Linked DNA regions of Ovis aries: region 1 is linked to region 2. A link is a contact called in public Hi-C data. All regions are on one chromosome and are shown on one strand. The core of a region is the stretch at or near the end of the contact, and the rest is flanking DNA. Distances in the headings are between cores, read along the strand shown.

What was found. Hi-C and Micro-C count contacts between places; a contact is called where the count stands out from the background.
Region 1: a Hi-C map of liver shows a contact between it and region 2, with 4 times the contacts expected there. The contact joins two enhancer-like sites. A contact is called at or near these places in 5 of 16 Hi-C or Micro-C datasets (liver, mixed tissues, muscle and 1 more).

Annotation. Positions count from the first base shown.
Region 1 is chr2:221,456,050-221,460,325 of ARS-UI_Ramb_v3.0, reverse strand. It overlaps ASIC4 (acid sensing ion channel subunit family member 4), which reads right to left. Exons shown (of 11, transcript XM_027965232.2): 7 at 3,586-3,739; 8 at 2,082-2,173; 9 at 1,926-2,005; 10 at 1,563-1,667; 11 at 520-1,379. The coding sequence ends at 1,266. It overlaps CHPF (chondroitin polymerizing factor), which reads left to right. Exons shown (of 4, transcript XM_027965230.3): 4 at 1-352. Among named protein-coding and RNA genes, the nearest start is that of CHPF, 7.2 kb to the left of the region's middle. Within about 2 kb of position 2,060, at least 4 of the 54 cell types and tissues checked have an H3K27ac peak or open chromatin away from gene starts, as enhancers often do.
Region 2 is chr2:221,328,574-221,332,741 of ARS-UI_Ramb_v3.0, reverse strand. No RefSeq gene overlaps it. Among named protein-coding and RNA genes, the nearest start is that of DES, 15 kb to the left of the region's middle. Within about 2 kb of position 2,896, at least 14 of the 54 cell types and tissues checked have an H3K27ac peak or open chromatin away from gene starts, as enhancers often do.

The sequences.
Region 1 (4,276 bases), core at 811-3,310, 130 kb before region 2:
ATAGGGCTGGCCGCAGCCCCGGACCCCAGGGGCCCCCCTCTCTCTGGCTTGGGGTCGCCCTCGGGCTCAGAGCAAGCCTGGGAAGAGGTACCCTTGGAGCCACCTCTTTCTGCCCCAAATTCCGTCTCCCTGGCCCCTTGACGCTGCTGATTCAGGCTGTGGCCTCCGAGTATTTATGCAGTGCAGTCTGCCTGACGCCAGCCCCACCTCCTAGGGTCAGCCCAGGGGGTCTGGGCTGCAGATGAGTTGTTGGAGAAGGATAGCTGAGAGAGGAGGGTGGGGCATCTCCCATCTTCTCCCCTCTGCATTCCTGATGAAGCTCCCTGACTTTAATAAACTGGCTGAGTGTGGACTAGTGGTGCTTGAGTCTTTGAAAGGTGGGCGTGGGGGCAGGGAGGACTGAGGATGGAGGCTCCCTGGTGCTGGCTGGGGCCAGGATTTCCTCTTCCAAGGGACCAAGTCATGAGTGTGCCCTGCCACGCCCCAGCTCCCAGCTTAGTCACATATACACACAGAGAATTCTTAATACCTCTTTATTCCCAATTTTGTCAGCACTTTATAAAACCAGATCAGAAGCAGAGAGGCCTGAGGAAGCCCCCTTTCCCACCCCCAAGCTCAGCCAAGGTCTGCAAGAGCTACTGCTCCCTGTGGCGCAGGCTTCGGGGAGTGCAGTTGGGGCAGGGGAAACTGGGAGCTGGGCCAGACCGGCTGGATCACCCACTCTTCTGCCGAAAGGGGAGCCGGGTCTGGAGCAGGGCAGGAAGCAGGACCAGCCCAGCTGTCCTGAGTCCTGAGGGGCTTGGCCTCCTGCTGACACTGCAGGGCTGGGACCCTGGCTGTCCCTAAACCACCCACCCCTATCACCATCGCCCCACCCACCTTCTACATCAGCACCCTATCCCCACCCTGTCCTCCCTGAATATATACAAATGTACAGAGGGTTCCACGCCTGCTAGGGTGGGCCTCGTCCTCCTCCTCCCTCCTTCTTTCCCTACCCCTTCTCTCCTCCACAGGGGCCCACGTCCTAGTCTCCAGTTCTCCCTGGTCACCAGCCTGGGGGTGGAGGGTGTGCACAAGAGGAAGCCTTGTGCAAAGCAGCTGGCACCAGGGTGAGTGAGAGGCCCCATTCTTCCAGTGGGCACCACCCTCGCTCCCTAAGCCTCGGGCCCCCACTCCCCCGGCCTCCTGTCCCGGGAGCTGGAGTCCACAGTGGGGATCCAGGAAGGAGTCCCAGACTTCTGGGTCCTTTAGGACACAGCACCATCCTAGCAAGCGAAGTCTTCAAAGAGGCTTCCTGGGGGTCCGTGGGGGTGGTGGTGGTTGGGGAGCAGGCTGCTGGCACCCCCGCCTTCAGCACGGCCCCGGCTTGGGCAGGGACTCTGCAAGGTGAAGAGGGAGGGGGACAGGGAGAGATCGAGTGAAGCCCCCAGGCCTCTCACAGCCAGCCTTCCCTTGTCCGTGGGGGGCAGAGGCTCCAGGAACCCCACCCTTGGAGGGCTAGTTCAGAGGTTATTGGGGGATTCAGTCCTGGGAGAGAGCACTGACTACATACTCATCCTCACCTGCTCCTTCAGCTCCTGAAGCCCCAAAGTGGAGATGCCCCCAGTAGAGGTCCGGAGGGGGGTCTTGGGGCGACGCCACGCCCGCTTCAGTCGGTCCCAGGACACCTTGGGGTTCAGGGTGCCACATAGGACTTGCTGCCCCAGCAAAGCCTCACTGGGACACCCCAGCCCTCCTCCCCCATCCTCCTTCTCTTTGCCCCTCCTTGCCCTCAGACCTTCTGGCCAGTCAAGGGAGGAGGGAGGGCTAGTAAAGAACCCTGAGCTTGACTTCCTGCCAGTCCAAGTCTACCAGAAAGCCTGCTGGGCCTCTCTGCTTTCCCCCAGCCCCTCCTCCTACCCACCAGGCCCCTCCCTATCCCTTGCCTCATAGATGTAGTCGAGGATCTCCAGCAACGTGAGGATGCTGGCCCCGATGAACAGTCCCATCTGTCCCCCGAGGTCTCCTGGGGAGCACGAGAACAGGGTCAGAGGGAGGAGGCTGGGCTGCTCCATCCCCATGCAGTCGGGGCCCAGGCTCACCCAGCAGGGCTGACAGGCCGTAGGCTGCTCGCTGCTCCATGGCCTCAGAGGTCAGGGCTTCAAAAAAGACATCGAGAACCAGGAAGTTCTCTCTGCAGAGACAGGAAGCAGGGTATTCCTGAGGGGCCATGGTCTCAAGGAGACAGCTGGCGGGACATCCCAGACCCAGCAGACCCAGATCTGAGGCCCTTGCACAGAGAAGCTGGTGATCACCCCCAGGCTCCCAAAGGCTGTGAGGAGAAGCAGGCCCAGATTCCTGTTAGCTTCGTGTTCTGAGGGCTAGCAAAAGGCCTGGGAGAACAAAACAAAACTCTCAGGCCTGCCTTCCCTCCAGCCTTCTCTAAAGCAGCAAATAACATTCACTTTGCCTCATCCCCGTACCTCTGTAGAACCTTCGTGTGTGTGGGCGCGCGTGCATGCTAATTTGCTTCAGTTATGTCTGACTCTTTGCAACCCTATGGACTATAGCCTGCCAGGCTCCTCTGTCCAAGGGATTCTCCAGGCAAGAACACTGGAATGGGTTGCCGTGGCCTCCTCCAGGGGATCTTCCTGACCCAGGGATCAAACCTGAGTCTCTTGTGTCTCCTGCATTGGCAGGCAGGTTCTTTACCCCTAGCACCACCTGAGAAGCCCCATAGAACCTTCAGTGGCTCCCTATTACCCTGCAGTCCACTCCATAATTCCTCTTCCAGACTTTCAAGACTGCCCATGATCCGCTGCACTGTACGTTCTTGTCCAAACTGCACTCTTATCTGCTTCTCTCCACACAGCCTTCCTGACGCTCAGGCTGGTCTCTGCAGCATCCCACACATCTCTAACTGGGATTCCCCCCTCCCTCCTCTTCTCATGGACCCAAACCCGGGGTCCACAGAGGCCCAGCTCATGCCTCCCCTGCTCCCTTTACCCCACCCGCAGTCGTCTCTCCTGGGGGCCTAAGAACACTCTCAAACAAGGCCTCATCCACAAACTGTGGCAGGAGTTATGCACAACTCTGTCCCCACAGGGCCCAGCACTGGGCCTGGCACCCAGAGGATGCTCAGCATTTGTAGATTGGCTGCAGGGAACCAGATCCAGGGCTCAGTGGGGCCACCTGTGGGCCACCTGGCTCCTCCCCCATCCCTTCCAGCTCCTCTCGCTCTGCACAGAACTGGACGTGCACTGAACAGTTCCCAGGTTGCTGGGGCAGAAAGACACACAAACAGAGGGTTCTAAAACAGCAGGCTTACGCAACGATAGAGATACAGACAGCATGCTGTGGGAGCTCAAATGAAAGGCATCTGGGCTCTGAAGGGCTTCCCTGGAGGCAGAGACAATGGATGTGACTTGGGGTGGGCAGGGGTTAGTTAGAAAAAAAACAGATCAAGATCCTAAAAGGTATTCCTGGCAGAACACTCATTATTAACAAAGCTGCAATCCATTCCTAGTCTCCATCATATACTAGACCTATTGAGGGTGGTCTCCATTACACACATACACACACACACATACACACACACACACATACCGTATGTAGGTCTCATTGCGATTGTATTTTCTTGCCAGGTACCGGGCCGAGCCCCTGTTGGGGATCCTAACCATGGAGATCTCTTTCCCGTAGCGGGTCAGGTTGCAGGGGGTAGGACAGAAACACGGGCCTCCGGAGCCCCCACCCAGGGAGTCTGCAACACAGAGGCACCAAGTGCAGTGGGGGAGGGCAGGATCCCCAGAGGCCCACCAGCTGTTGGAAGGAAGCCTGAGGCAGGCACGCCCACACTGAGGGCTGGTTCTGACCAGCTCTGGCACTGCCTGGAGGAGACCGGCTTCCTGGTCCAGTTTCAGACCATCCAAGAAAGTGTACAGAGGCAGAACCCCCAGCACATTTCTTCTCTCTCTGCTGCTCAGCCCCCTGGGGCGGAGAGGTCCTTGTGGCTTAGAGGCAGGGCTCAGCCCACCAACCAGAGCTAATCAATCATGTGAGGCCACAGACACATGAGGGGCTTGGAGAGGATGCTGGGATGAATGGAGTTAATGCCATATGTTTTTACATATGCCTACGGGTGAGTGGATGGATGGATGAGTAGATGACTGAACGGACAGAACAGTGGGCAAGATCCCTGTGCTCAGTGTGCTGGGGTTTCTCTGTTCGCCCCTTCAGATCCACTCTCCCCACCTTGCTCTGTCCCAGGAAGCTGATCTCTGTCAAATGCATCACTTGG
Region 2 (4,168 bases), core at 1,647-4,146:
ATGGAGAGATAAGAAAGCCTTTCTCAGTGATCAGTGCAAAGAAATAGAGGAAAACAATAGAATGGGAAAGACTAGAAATCTCTTCAAGAATATTAGAGATACCAAGGGAACTTTTCATGCAAAGATGGGCACAATGAAGGACAGAAATGGTATGGACCTAACAGAAGCAGAAGATATTAAGAAGAGGTGGCAAGAATACACAGAAGAACTATACAAAAAAGACTGTCATGACCCAGATAACGACGATGGTGTGATCACTCACCTAGAGCCAGACATCCTGGAATGCGAGGTCCAGTGGGCCTTAGGAAGCATCATTGTGGACAAAGCTACTGGAGATGATGGAATTCCAGTGGCGCTATTTCAAATCCTGAAAGATGATGCTGTGAAAATGCTGCATTCAATATTCCAGCAAATTTGGAAAACTCAGCAGTGGCCACAGGACTGGAAAATGTCAGTTTTCATTCCAATCACAAAGAAAGGCAATGCCAAAGATTGCTCAAACTACCATACAATTGCACTCATCTCACACACTAGCCAAGTAATGCTCAAAATTCTCCAAGCCAGGCTTCAAGAGTGTGTGAACCGTGAACTTCCAGATGTTCAAGCTGAATTTAGAAAAGGCAGAGGAACCAGAGATCAAATTGCCGACATCCATTGGATTATTGAAAAAGCATGAGAGTTCCAGAAAAACATCTACTTCTGCTTTATTGACTATGCAAAAGTCTTTGACTGTGTGGATCATAACAAACTATAGAACTTGCTTAAAGAGATGGGAATATCAGACCACCTGACCTGCCTCTTGAGATATCTGTATGCAGGTCAAGAAGCAACAGTTAGAACTGGACACGGAATAACAGACTGGTTCCAATCGGGAAAGGAGTACGACAAGGCTGTATATTGTCACCCTGCTTATTTAACTTATATGCAGAGTACATCATGCGAAATTCCAGGCTGAATGAAGCACAAGCTGAAATCAAGATTGCCGGGAGAAATATCAATAACCTCAGATATGCAGATGACACCACCCTTATGGCAGAAAGTGAAGAAGAACTAAAGAGCCTCTTGATGAAAGTGAAAGTGGAGAGTGAAAAAGTTGGCTTAAAGCTCAACATTCAGAAAACGAAGATCATGGCATCCGGTATAATCACTTCATGGCAAATCAATGGGGAAATAATGGAAACAGTGAGAGACTATTTTGGGGCGCTCCAAAATCACTATAGATGGTGACTGCAGCCATGAAATTAAAAGACACTTGCTCCTCGGAAGAAAAGCTATGACCAACCTAGACAGCATATTAAAAAGCAGAGACATTAGTTTACCAACAAAAGTCTGTCTAGTCAAAGGTATGGTTTTTCCAGTAGTCATGTATGGATATAAGAGTTGGATTATAAAGAAAGCTGAGTGTGGAAGAATTGATGCTTTTGTACTGCGGTGTTGAAAAAGACTCTTGAGAGTCCCTTGGACTGCAAGGAGAGCCAACCAGTCAATCCTAAAGGAAATCAGTCCTGAATATTCACTGGAAGGACTGATGCTGAAGCTGAAACTCCTATACTTTGGCCACCTGAGGCGAAGACCTGACTCACTGGAAAAGACCCCGATCCTGGGAAACATTGAAGTTGGGGGAGAAAGGGATGACAGAGGATGAGATGGTTAAATGGCATCACCGACTCAACGGACATAAATTTGAGTAAGCTCCGGGAGTTGGTGATGGACAGGGAAGCCCGGCATGTTGCAGTCCATGGGGTCACAAAAAGTTGGACACGACTGAGGGACTGAACTGAACTGAACTGAACTGTATATTTGGCATGGTATTCTGGATACCTGCTATGTAAAATCACTCTCTCTAATCTTCAACACTGGGAAGTAACTATTAACCTCATTTTTCAGTTATAGGCATTATGCTCAGAGAGGCTGGGTTAGTTCCCTAAGGTTACACAGGAAGTAAAAACAAAGTCTGGATTTGAACTAAGGTTCAAATCTTAGCCCATGGTTCCTAGAAACCCAGTTCATTTCTCTGTGTGGTCACTAAGGCCTTGCCATAAACCGAGTTGGCAGGCTCAGCTCTGGGTCCTTCCCCTTTTAACTTGGCCCTAGCTGGGGATCTCCACTGAAAAGTCCCGTGCCCAGTAGACAAGTCCCTCTCGACATTCGGCCCTGCTTCTCTCTCCAACCCCACTCCCCTCAGATAGGGGGCTGGGCTTGGAAAGAGCAGCAGACTCTGGCCTTCATCTCACAGAAGCTGGGGTGGAGCACTAATTTCCTATCTGGGAAATACAGGGGCCCTTCTGCCCTCTGCCCCCCCTGAGGCCGATCAGGCGCTGGGGCTCTCCCACAGGCTGGAGAAGCTCCCCTGAGTGCACCCTGGCCCCAGACTGCCCCCCGCTGGCCTGGGAGGAGGTTTGGGACAACAGCACCCACAATTCTCTCCGAGAGGCTGCCTGGAAGACTGGGACTGGGGGCTGGGCTTGGTCCAGTGTCCTCAAAGTTGTAAAGAAACTCTGGGGTCCACTGTCAGCTGCTGGGGATCCCATTGCCCTGGCTCTCAGGCCAGGCATACATTCTGCTTCCCAATTTTAAAGGTCCTGAGAGATACAATTCGTTGAAAACAGCAAATATTTTTTCTCCTCAGCCGGCAGTGGTCAGAATCTACCTCCCCTACTGTCCCAAAGAGCCCTCCCCATTGACCCCTCTCCATCTAGCCTCGAAAAGAACAGCCAGCACACCCTCCCCCACCCCCACTTCCTCCTCCTTTCTTCTGGCTCCCCAGCCACCCTGGGTACCAGAATAGACCACTGACCACCTGCCCTGGGGGCTAGGAGGGGCCACAGCCGGTGCTGCCACTCAGGCTGGGGTAGGGAATGGAAAAGGTGGGGGCGAGGACGGCAGGAGGGCGCTCCGAGGGGGCCCCAGTTCCAGCTGCTTCTCTGTGGAGTGCAACGGGTTCCCCACCAACTCTGGACAGGCAACCTGTGCCCCCTACTTGCCAGCCGGACAAGCTGGAATCGCTAGAAGCTGTCTCAGCTCAGGCGGTCTCCGCCCCTGCCCGCCCCCCACCCCCACCCCCGTCCCCCCCGCCCCACCTCCCGCTCCCCCTCTGTCCCCCCCCACCCTCCCCCGCCCCCCCCCCACCCCGATCTCTGGCCCCATCTCTGGTCTCAGCTCGCCTCCTCTCCCCTCCAGGTCACTCCTCTTTCTCTCCCCGCCTCCTCGACCTCTAGGTCTGTGTCCACATCTCCCAGGGGCTCAGCCCGCCAACTCCCTCTCGGGTTGTCCGGGTCTCTGCCCCTCCCCTCCCCCAGCTCCATCAAAGTGAGAAGGCCCTGGCTTGGTGATCCCACATTCCAGCCTTACTGGGGTCAAGAGGGCTTCCGGCCCGATGTGGGATCCCTGCCCCCACCCCGATCTCCCGGCAGGCTCTCCTGGTCGTCCCCCCGCAGGCCCTTTGCAGCTCCCTTCTCTGACACCTCCCCCAGCCCCAAGCCCAATTTAGCTCCTTTAATCTTCGCTGTAATCCAATCCGACCGTTTCCTGAGCACACGCCGCACTTCCCAAACTGTTAGTCCCTGGAGAGGGGTGGGGTGGGGGCAGGGCGGCTCGGCTCGTCCCTGCACCGGAGCACCCCCGTCCTGGCCCCATCCCAGGCACTCCTGCTGTACCCCTCTTCTTTTCCCCAGCCTTAGGAGGCCCCAGGGAGCTCTGGCTGTGCAAGCCTCGCCATCTGGCCTCCGTAGCCCAGGCCTGAGAAGATCCCGACTGCTGACCGCCTATTTCCCTAGCTAGTCGGAGCTGTCGCTTGGTGCTAATTCCCTCCGCCTGAAACACCCTCCCCTCCACAGCGCACTTCCTGGGAAACTCTTACCCTCTCCTCTCTCAAGGGCCAGCTCCAGCCTGGTTTCCCAAATTCATTCCGGAGACTGCCTGGGCCGCTGATCCCAGGTCTGGCTGAAACCAGCCATGAGGCCATGGGCAGGTTGCTTCCCTCTCCAAGTCTCCATTTCGTCATCTGTAAATGGGGATCATAATAGTGCATTCCTCACAGAGTGGCTATGAGTTACCTGACACAAGGTGGTTAGAACAGTTCCCAGTGAATGCTAAGTGCTGTTTAAGTGTTTGATGAAACTATCTTTAACTGCCTTGTATTACAATGATTTCATTTCCTCCAAGTTAA